2 separate regions of the Muntiacus reevesi genome follow, and region 2 is linked to region 1. Evidence: chromatin contacts called from public Hi-C data. All regions are on one chromosome and are shown on one strand. Each heading gives the region's core, a stretch centred on a gene start, on an enhancer-like site or on the middle of the called end of the contact. The rest is flanking DNA. Distances are from core to core; before and after follow the strand shown. Region 1 holds the start of CHFR (checkpoint with forkhead and ring finger domains). Region 2 holds the start of ZNF605 (zinc finger protein 605).

Evidence for each region. A called contact is a pair of places that touch in the nucleus more often than the background predicts.
Region 2: a Hi-C map of muscle shows a contact between it and region 1, with 6 times the contacts expected there. The contact joins the promoter of ZNF605 here to the promoter of CHFR in region 1. A contact is called at or near these places in 2 of 3 Hi-C or Micro-C datasets (blood and muscle).

What each region holds. Positions count from the first base shown.
Region 1 is chr13:28,726,085-28,731,196 of mMunRee1.1, forward strand. It overlaps CHFR (checkpoint with forkhead and ring finger domains), which reads right to left and starts at 2,470. Exons shown (of 14, transcript XM_065904286.1): 1 at 2,076-2,470. The coding sequence starts at 2,433. All of the region lies in intron 3 of FBRSL1 (fibrosin like 1), which reads left to right.
Region 2 is chr13:29,044,072-29,049,006 of mMunRee1.1, forward strand. It overlaps ZNF605 (zinc finger protein 605), which reads left to right and starts at 2,355. Exons shown (of 9, transcript XM_065904058.1): 1 at 2,355-2,418.

The DNA.
Region 1 (5,112 bases), core at 1,220-3,719:
TGCTGTTGTTGTTCGGTCACTAAGTCATGTCCAACTCTTTGCGACCCCATGGACTGCAGCACACCAGGCCTCCTTGTCCCTCACTATCTCCCGGAGTTTGCCCAAGTTCATGTCCATTGAATCAGTGATGCTATCCAACCATCTCACCCTCTGTTGCCCTCTTTTCCTTTTGCCTTCAATCTCTCCCATCATCAGGGTCTTTTCCAATGAGTAGGTGATTGTTCGCATCAGGTGGCCAAAGTATTGGAGCTTCCTTGTATTAACATGTAAAGTGATACTATAGTGTTGTGTTATAATAACAATGGCTAACATCAAGTGCTAACTCTTAGCCAGGCTTCTTTAATCCTCACAGTGACCCTATGAAGTAGGTACAAAGGCACTGAAATGTAAATTTTTAACCCAGAATAAGTTGTGCTGTGCTGGTGGTGCTCCTGCTTCTGCTGGTGTCATGGTGGGCCTGGAGGTGGCGGTCTCCAGGGCTCCTGCTTTTCATCAAACATCCATTTACACCAATTAATGCATTTTGAAAAGTTTCTAATAATGCATAAATATTTTTAAAGTTGTAAAAAAAAATAACTTGATGCTGGAGTTTAAGACTGTTTCCCAAAAGACCCCAACAGAAAAACAGGTACAGGTACATCGTAATGGGTAAAATGAAGCCAAAAAATACTTGCTTTTAAGTAGTAATCTTTCTCATTCTCTCTTGTTGAAAGTATAAAGTCAGAATAACAATGTATTATTTTCATTTTAAAAAATATTTATTTATTTGGTTGCATCAGGTCTAAGTTGCATCATGTGAACTCTTAGTTGCGGCATGTGGGATCTAGCTCCCTGACAAGGGATGGAACTCCGGTTTCCCTGCATTGGGAGTGCGGAGTCTCAGATGCTGCACCACCAGGGAAGTCCCAGAGTCACAATTTATTAACTTGCATAAAACCAAAATATTTTTGTTGACCTCGGTGCACTGCACTCTTAGTATGAAAGCTACAAGGGAGGTTAACTTATCAGAGGTCTAGAGGCAGTAAGCATCGAGGGTGAGGGCTCTTCCTCTCACTACCTGTGTGACTTTCTTCAAGTCCTTAGCTTCCCCTTTCATTAAGTCAACAAATAATTGAGCAACTCTGTTCTAAGAGCTGGGTCTTGAGGTCCTTTTTAATGTAGTGGTTTAGAGCTATGCACAGTGGTTTACAGATAAGCACTGCTTATCTGCATCCCCTAAGTTTTGGTACATTATAGTTTGGGGCTTCCCTGATAGCTCAGCTGGTAAAGAATCCTCCTGCAATGCGGGAGATCTGGGTTTGATCCCTGGGTTGGGAAGATCCCTTGGAGAAGGGAAAGGCTACCCACTCCATTATTCTTGCCTGGAGAATCCTGTAGATGGAGGAGCCTGGTGGGCTGCTGTCCATAGGGTCGCACAGAGTCGGACACGACTGAGGCAACTTAGCATGCATGCATATAGTCCATGGGGTCGCAAAGAGTTGGACACGACTGAGCGATTTTCACATATGATATTTTTACTTACGTCAAAATATTTTCTAATTTCCCTTTTGATTTCTTCTTAGACCCTTCTTTAAGAATGTTATTTAATTTCCACATATCTGTGGATTTTCCAGCGCTCCTTCTGCTTTGCTTTCTAATTTCGTTTCTATTAAGGTTAGAGAAGATGCTTTGGTAATAAACTTGAGTAATAAACTTGAGAAGATTGCATTCCCGGGGATAAATTATTATATCTACTTCATAAATTTGTAGGGAGGATTAAATAACCTGAATGAAGCACTCAGAAGTGACTGGGCAGACCATTAAGTGAATACACGGCAGCTGTTACACGAAAGCCCATTCCACTGGAAAAACTGGACGGCAGAATGCGCCCCGCCCAGGGGCCTCCCATAGCCTGGTGGGCCCGGTCTCGCCCTGCTCCTATCACCAGGCTTCCGCTCTCAGCCCCCGGGTTCTGTCCTTCGGTCCCCGTCCCCCACCCCCATCCCGGGTCCCTGGTCCCCGCCCCCGTGCCGACCCATCCCCAGGCTTGTCCCCCGCCCGTCCCACGTTTCCCATGCCCGCTCGCCGCCGCGCACCTCTTCTTCGCCCGATGGTCCACTCCCGTTTCCTCAGGAGGACGTGCGGCTCGCCCTCCTCGGCGCCCAGGCGAAGAAGCCTCCCCCAAGGCTGCTGCTGGGGCGGCTGCTCGCCTTCCCCCGGCCGCTCCATCGGATTCACATCTGACGAGACCCGGAAACGTCGGGTGAGACCCGGACCGCAAGGGCAGAGGCTGCGGCCTGCCGCTCCTCCTCGGCGCCCGCGCCCCGCCGCTGCGGCCCGCGCCGCGAGCCTCCCCAGCGTCCCGCCGGACGCCCGCGCCCGTCGCCAGCTTACCCCCCGCCCCGCGCCGAACCCGGAACCGGCCGCGCAGCCACCGCTGCTGTCAACAGACATCGCAGATCCCTCAGCTGATCCACTGGGCGGGGCCGGCGGCGTCCTTGCCCTGCGATTGGCGGGCAGTGGCAACCACTGAACACGGCGGCTAGAGTGGAACCTAGGGGACGGGCATCGAGAGTGGACACGTGGAGGCTAGCCGAGCGTGCGCAGAGGATAGGCTGTGGGCTTGGATGCCATCTTTGAGGCTGGCCGGGATGACTTGGTGTTCGCGGATCTCGGAAGTAGCTGAGGTCAGCCTCATGTTAAGTCCGCGCAAAAGGGACAGAGTAACGAACATTGGGCATCGAAGCAAATTCCCAAAGCTGCGTTGGAAGTGTAGATGGCTTTTAGAAGTGCGAAGCGACGGTCTGCCTTACATCTGACGAGGTACATGCAAGTTGAAATCTTCCAAAGCCAGGTTTCCGGCGATCGGAAAGTTGATAGTACCCTGGGAGAGCTCTGGAAAGCGCGAGCATCTCCGCATTGGTCGGCACCTCTTGGAGGCGGTGATACTGTCTTTCCGTTTTAAACGGACGTTTCCTGGACTCGGGCGATTCCGCCTTTTGGGATCTGGTGGCGCTGCGGTGAGTGTTCCAAAGGAGAATGACCCGGGATCGTCCGTGCTGGGCGCGTGAGAGTGAAGGTGCCGAGTCCTGGGAGCCGACCGTGCGGTCTCGGGCCGAGTGGTTCAGAGCAGCGAGGCCACGTCTGACCGACCAGGACGTCTACAGGGAAGTAGCCACCCGTTTGTGTAAGAATAAATGGGTCCATAGGCTCACAAAAACAATGTGAAAGGACAGGAAATGCCTTGTGAAGAAAGAGGAGCAGTCACGGGAGTGAGGGAGCCATCTTACATCATTTGTAGTTTTTACCGTTTTCGTTCATTACATTTTCCCCTTCAAATAAGAAAATGCAAATATTTTTTCTCTGAGACTGTTTCTCAGTATTATTTGGGGGGGGACTTAGGCTACTGCACTCGTTCTCTGAACCAGGGCTTAGCCTGGCATCGGGAGTTCTTTGAGGGCTTTTTTCAGTCTACACAAGGCAGACCTTTCATAGAACCGGGATGAAGCTGAGCCAAAGGAAAAACCCACTCTTCATGGGTGACAGTTTTGTGAACCTCGGGGACAGTGAGCCAACTCAGGCTAAAGTCCCATGGCAGCTAGTGGTAAAAAAAAGTGCATCTCTCCTGTTAGTCTCAGATTCAGTACGTAGGAAAGGCCAGAATTGAAAATTCCTCTTTTAGATGGAAGAGAATCAGATCACAGCACCCTATTGGACATTTGGGGTATTGGAGACACTATTGAGAGGCTAATCAGGCCTTTTTGTTCAAGTGAAAATACCATACTCCATAACATGGCTGGTCTAGCTCCAGCAGCAACTTGGCTTTACAAGAACTGGCAGCTGCTGTCAGGTTGAAACCTTATCCTCTCTGCTCTTCCCCCCCGCCCCACCCCCAACCCCTTTCACCTCAAGCAAATTCACTGGGTCAATAGGGTCCTTGATTCACAGACATTCTCTTAAAGTCTGGACTTAACTCACTCATGGTTTGGTTTTGGTGTTGAGCAGGTCCTAGTGGCTCACCAGCTATGTAGATAACGAAAGCAGTCATACTCTACTTAATGGCCAGAACTGAAGACTGTTCTTAGAGCTCTGGCCAATACTCACTTTGATTTTTTTTTTCACCTTGATTTTTTTGATCCTCAAATTGTTGCCAGTGGTGTAGTTGTCTGATCTGTCACTTTGAAGAGTAGACCGACAGATTAAGGACATTAGTCTTTGGGGCTGCAGTCTATTACAAATGGTGGCAGCTTATCATACTGTCTGGGGCTTCCCTGATAGCTCAGCTGGTGAAGAATCTGCCTGCAATGCAGGAGACCCAGTTTCAATTCTTGGATTGGGAAGATCCCCTGGAGAAGGGATAGGCTACCCACTTCAGTGTTCTTGGGCTTTCCTGGTGGCTCAGATGGTAAAGAATCTACCTGCAGTGCAGGAGACCTGGGCTCGATCCCTGTGTTGGGAAGATTCCCTGGCAAAGGGCATGGCAACCCACTCCAGTATTCTTGCCTGGAGAATCCCCATGGGCAGAGGAGCCTGGTGGGCTACAGTCCATGGGGTTGCAAAGAATCCGAGACAACTGAGCGACTAAGCACAGCACAGCTTCAGACTGTCTAGATCAGTTATAGATGTATTGGGCTTCCCTGGTAGCTCAATTGGTAAAGAATCTGCTTGCAGCACAGGAGACCTGGGCTCAATCCCTGTGCTGGGAAGATCCTCTGGAGAAGGGCATGGCAACACACTCCAGTATTCTTTCCTGGAAAATCCTAGGGACAGAGGAACCTGGCAGGGCACAGTCCATGGGGTCGCAAGAGTCGGACACAACTTAGCGGCTAAACCACCATTTTTTATGACAACAAACAGAATTAAGCTCTCACGCCTGCCCCTTCCTGATCACTGACTACCACCTGCAATAGAAATCACCCTCGAAATTCCAGGGTACCCCCCATCAAAGGCTGGCAGACGTAAAGGATTTTATGTTCCTGATGTAGAAGCCAGCAGGTAACTTGGGAGGTGGCAAAGCTTATGCTTTGTTCTGTTGAGGGGGACTTGTATCTCCTGGCAAAAGTTGCCCCACTGATTTTGTGTTAAAAGAGGACACATAACTTGGGGTGCTGACTTCCCTATTCCTGGGAAACA
Region 2 (4,935 bases), core at 1,105-3,604, 320 kb after region 1:
TGTCTGGCACACTCCTCGTTAAGGAGGATGCCCGCCCTCTTCTCTGGGTGCATGTTTCTGTCCTATTTTTGTGTTCAATAAATAAAATGCTTCTCTGTGTGCCCTCTCATGTGTTATGCTGTGTCCCTAATAATAAACATTGTGCCTGTTTTCAAGTTTTGTCTCCCTGAAACGCTTGTTTTCAACAGGGACAAGAGCCAGAGAAGCTTCAAATCTAACTTCTAGCCTCTGGTAGTTAGAATTCCTGGTTTTCACCCCAGCTATCCCAGGTTCATTCTTGGGCAGGGAACTAAGATTCTGGTTCAAGCCACCACTCACTGCTGTCTCCCTGAGATCAGAAAAACCATGCTTAATTAATGCATTAAAATTTTAATTTAAGATTCATTTGAATGCAAATGCCAGAAATATTGCTCAGATTAGCTTAAACTCATAGAGAAAATGTATTAGCTCTCATATATAAATGTATATATACATAATATATAAATGTATATGTAATGTATATAAATGTACTTTCTTTCCCCCTCACCACCTGGGAAGATATCATAAATGTATATAACATATGTATTATATAATGTATAAATGTGTAAATTATAAACTAAATGTATAGCTCTAATATAATAACTGAAAGGAACAGGGAGTAGGCTTCAGGAATGACTTGACTCAAAACTTCAATCAGCATTACACTACTTTCTCCCTTTCTCCATTCTTTCCAGTTGGCCTCATTTTCAGCCAAGCTTTCATCATGAAGTAGCAGAGGAAACTGACATTTCTTTCATAATAGTTCTGGAAAATATGTGGGGACTGACTCTCACAGAGTCAGTCTCCTTTCCCTGAACAAGAGCCACAGTGACCAATGATCTAACCCTTGGCTTATTGTATAAAACCAATACTTCATTGTCTGGACCTCCACTGAAACCACATAGATTAAGCATAGGAGAAAGTTTGTTTCCTAAAGAGAAATTGAGATAAATTATCAGAAGAAAGGGAATGGATATAAGGCAGGCAAAAGTAAAATTTCTTAGGTCCTCTATTTCTAGAATTACTGACTTCCCTGATACACAAATTCACCCTGGGACAGTCAGTCACAGCATGAGGAAACACTGTGTCACATTTTCAATGCTCAAGTCATATTGCAAAGCCTCCAAATTCATTTTTGCCTACTTCAGTGAATTTTGATCTCACCATATTTATGAACTTTGATAGGACTTGTAATCTGAACCATATAAGTTATGCTTATGGCCTTTATAGCACATGTCATTCTTTGTTTCCTCCTTGCATATCTTTATTATTATTATTATTTTTTCTACTTAAGTTGTAAGCTTTGGGTAAAAAAGTGCTCCTATTTACTTTATTCCCAGTCTTGGAAACAGATTCTTTTAGATATTGAATTGGCTGGTTGATTTATATGGAATATGCCTAGAAAAATTATTTCTCCATTTTAAAAATTGTCTTTTTCATAACAATTTCTTCTCAGTCTCAGCCCCGCTGATCTGCCATTCTCTTTCTGTGGTTTTGAGATGGAACAGGACCCTATGGTCCCTACCCACCATGTTCTCTGCCTGCCTTTTGTCTGTGGAAAACTTTAGTCAAAGAATAAGTTTAATTGGAGAAATGAGAAATACAGAAATAAAGGAAAACAGTCAAAGGAGATCAAATAATAATAATATAGTCATTAAGCATAGTCAAGGACCTTCAGTTCTTTCTCAAGGGCTATAGATAATATTCTGAGTCACATCCTGGGAGCAGTCTTATAGATACCAAGAACACCAGGGTGAAGAGGCTAACTACATGATGACCAGATTGTATCCACAACATAATAGGTCCTGTTGCCACAGTTCTGAGAACTGGCCTCAAAGAAATGGGAACAAATGTACCCTGAAACTGAAGATTAACTGTACCTAAAACAACCAATGGAGAAGGCAATGGCAACCCACTCCAGCACTCTTGCCTGGAAAATCCCAGGGACGGAAAAGCCTGGTAGGCTGCTGTCCATGGGGTCGCTAAGAGTCCGACAGGACTGAGCGACTTCACTTTCCCTTTTCACTTTCATGCATTGGAGAAAGAAATAGCAACCCACTTCAGTGTTCTTGCCCAGAGAATTCCATGGATGGAGGAGACTGGTAGGCTAAAGACCATGGGGTCACAAAGAGACATGATTGAAGCGTCGTAACACTCACGCATGATCAAAAAATGAAAAGGATGGTGCGCAGATTACAAGACGGAAGCGCCCCCTGTATCCCACAGCCGAGCCACAGAGCATTTTGCAACTGGAAACCTCACACCTGTCCCTCAGGGAGGCGCGCCGCAAGCCCCTCTGGGAAATGTAGTTCTAAAGCGAGTGGGACTCTGGGAAATGTAGTTCTGCGTGGACACTTCCGAGGCCCAGCCGCGTCTGCCTCGGCACTGTGGACCAGAGGGGTAAGGGTGTGGGGGGCGGGACAGCGGGCTGTTGGTGGCCTCTGCGTCCTACTGGGGCTGTGTAGTGACCTCGGCGCGGACCGGCTTGGGGCGACGCCGGCGTGTGTACGAACCAGCTCCGGAGCCGGGTACGGGGGGAGGCTGGGAAGGACTGTCCTGTTGCGCAGGCGTCGATTCCGGTCCAGGTGCGGGGGTACGTTGGGGGGTGAGGCTGTGGGGGAGGGGCATAGGGCGGCTCGGAGTGGGGCGCGGGGTAAGGTCTAGAGGTGGCAGAACTGCGCGGAGGCGGGAGGGAGCGGGATGAGGGGCAGCGTTTGGAGGACTGGGGTCTGTAGGGCTGGGTGTAGGTGGCGGTGGTGTGGGAGTCTGGAGGGAGATTTGGGGGTCCGGGCGAGGCCTCCGGTGGTGGTGGGCGTTGAAGGGACTGTGAAGGAGACCGTGAAGCTGATTAATTTGGGGGTCACTTGAGGGTTGAGATATTGGAATGTCTGTGGAAATCAATAATTGGGGTTAGGGAGGCGTGAATTGTTGTGAAACCAGTGGAGAGAAGGATTTTTTTTTGAGGGGGGAGTGGTTAGCCTTGTGGGGTGGCGACATTAGGAGCTGGGAGAGAGGGAGCCCAGAGGTCACCCTCCGGAGTGAATGAAGGGCAGCATGGAGTCATTCATTGTGCACTGGGGAAGTGGATTGAGGGTTTGTAGGAATAGTTAAGGCTCTAGTGATTCATGATATGGGTGCCTTGGATTGGGGACTGGACCCAAAGGGATGAATGATAAGGCCCTTCAGGGGAGTCTGTTTGGGCAGCGTTTAGAGGGCTCCGAGTGGTTGAACTGAGGATTTCGTTGACAGGTCTGTTGGTTGCTGCAGTGTTAGACTTTGTTCCGTGTGCTCCTGGAAAACAGGAAGCTTAAGAAGTGTCCCCCTCTCCAGGTTTCAAGGAAACACCTTCTTGCAAAGAACCCTGTTCCCTCCACAGGGCTCCCTTGTTTACCGGTGACAAGGCCATAGATAAATATGATACCAACTCCTCTCATCCTTTACCTCATCAATGAGTAGCTGAATTGTTTTTCCTCACCCATCAAAGCACTTATTAACCAAACTTTGGTTCAGCTTCTCTTCCTCCTGCAGTTTCCTGAACTTTGGTGCGCTGCAGCTTGAGCAGCCTTACAGCCCTGACTCACCGCCCGCACCCCCCTCCATCCCCACAGAGAAGTGGCCAGCCTCTGGTGAAATGTCCTGTGGTCTGCCATCTGGTCACCCTGCCCTTTGATCCAGCATCCTGACAACTTGCCGAGATGCTTCTACCTCTTAGGGCCACAGCATTCTCCCTACTTCAGCACCCCGCACCACCCAAGCTAATAAATTCTTGGAGTGAAATATTTCTTTGCCAAGTCTGCATTTTTTAAAAGATTCACTTATTTATTTTGGCTGTGCTGGGTCTTCGTTGCTGCATGCAGGCTTTCTCTAGTTGTGGCGAGTGGGAGCTGCTCTTCGGTTGTGCTCAGGTTTTTCCTTGTGGTGGCTTGTCTTGTTGTGGAGCCTGGACTCTAGAGCACATGCTTCATTAGTTGCAGTGTATGGGCTTAGTTGCCCTGAGGCATCTGGGATCTTTCCCCACCAGGGATTGAGCTGGTGTCCCCTGAATTGCAAGGCAGACTCTTAACCACTGGACCCCCAGGGAAGCCCTGCATTTGTTTTGACCTGACAGTTTAGTGGTAGCTTTTTCAGTGGAGGGGAGTGACTAGGGTGGCCTGGGCTGGTGAGTTGTCTGGGTCCGTGTTTGGGGATCTGGTGACTGAGATGTCAGGTTGGAGGCTGTGTCTCAGTGTTGGAGGTCTGCGCTTAAGTTGATGGGTGGCCTGTTGGGGGTTATGAGTGAGTGGAAAACGGGGGTGGTATTTGGCATTGTTGGAGGGGCTGGGGGTGTTGGTGTTTGTGTGGTGCTGGAGGCCCTTGCAGAGTGATGAACTGTGGGGTCGTCAGCAAGTGGTGGGTGAGCACAGGGTGGACTAGAGAGTGGATATCAAGGAGGTGAGTGGCTGGCAGCTCTATGTGATGAGGGGCTGAGGACCACTGGGGGTTTAGTGATGGGGGCTCGTTTAGGTGGTAGGTGGTGATGGGAGATAGCGAGCCTGCAGGGGACTCTGTGCAAGCAATGATGGGGCACCTGTGAAGGTGAGTGGGTGGGTACCCATAGAAGGGAGTGATGGGAGGTCTGCAGGTGTCCTTTGGGACTCAGCATGTGAGATTCCAGTGACAGTTTCTAGTCAACGAGTAGACTGGAGATTGTTGAGTGGGGTTTGGAGGAGCCAGTGGTGGGGTTCCTTGGTGGCATTGAGAAACCTGTGGGAATTGGAGGTAAGTGGCTCTGGGGTTGTAGTCAACTAAGGGGTCTGTTGGGGATACATGTGGCTATGTGCAGGGCTGAGTGAGGGAGAGCCTGCTATGACCAGGAACAAAGGGTTCTGTGCTGTCTGATTGGGGATCGGGCTGTGGCGAGAGACTTTGGGATTCATT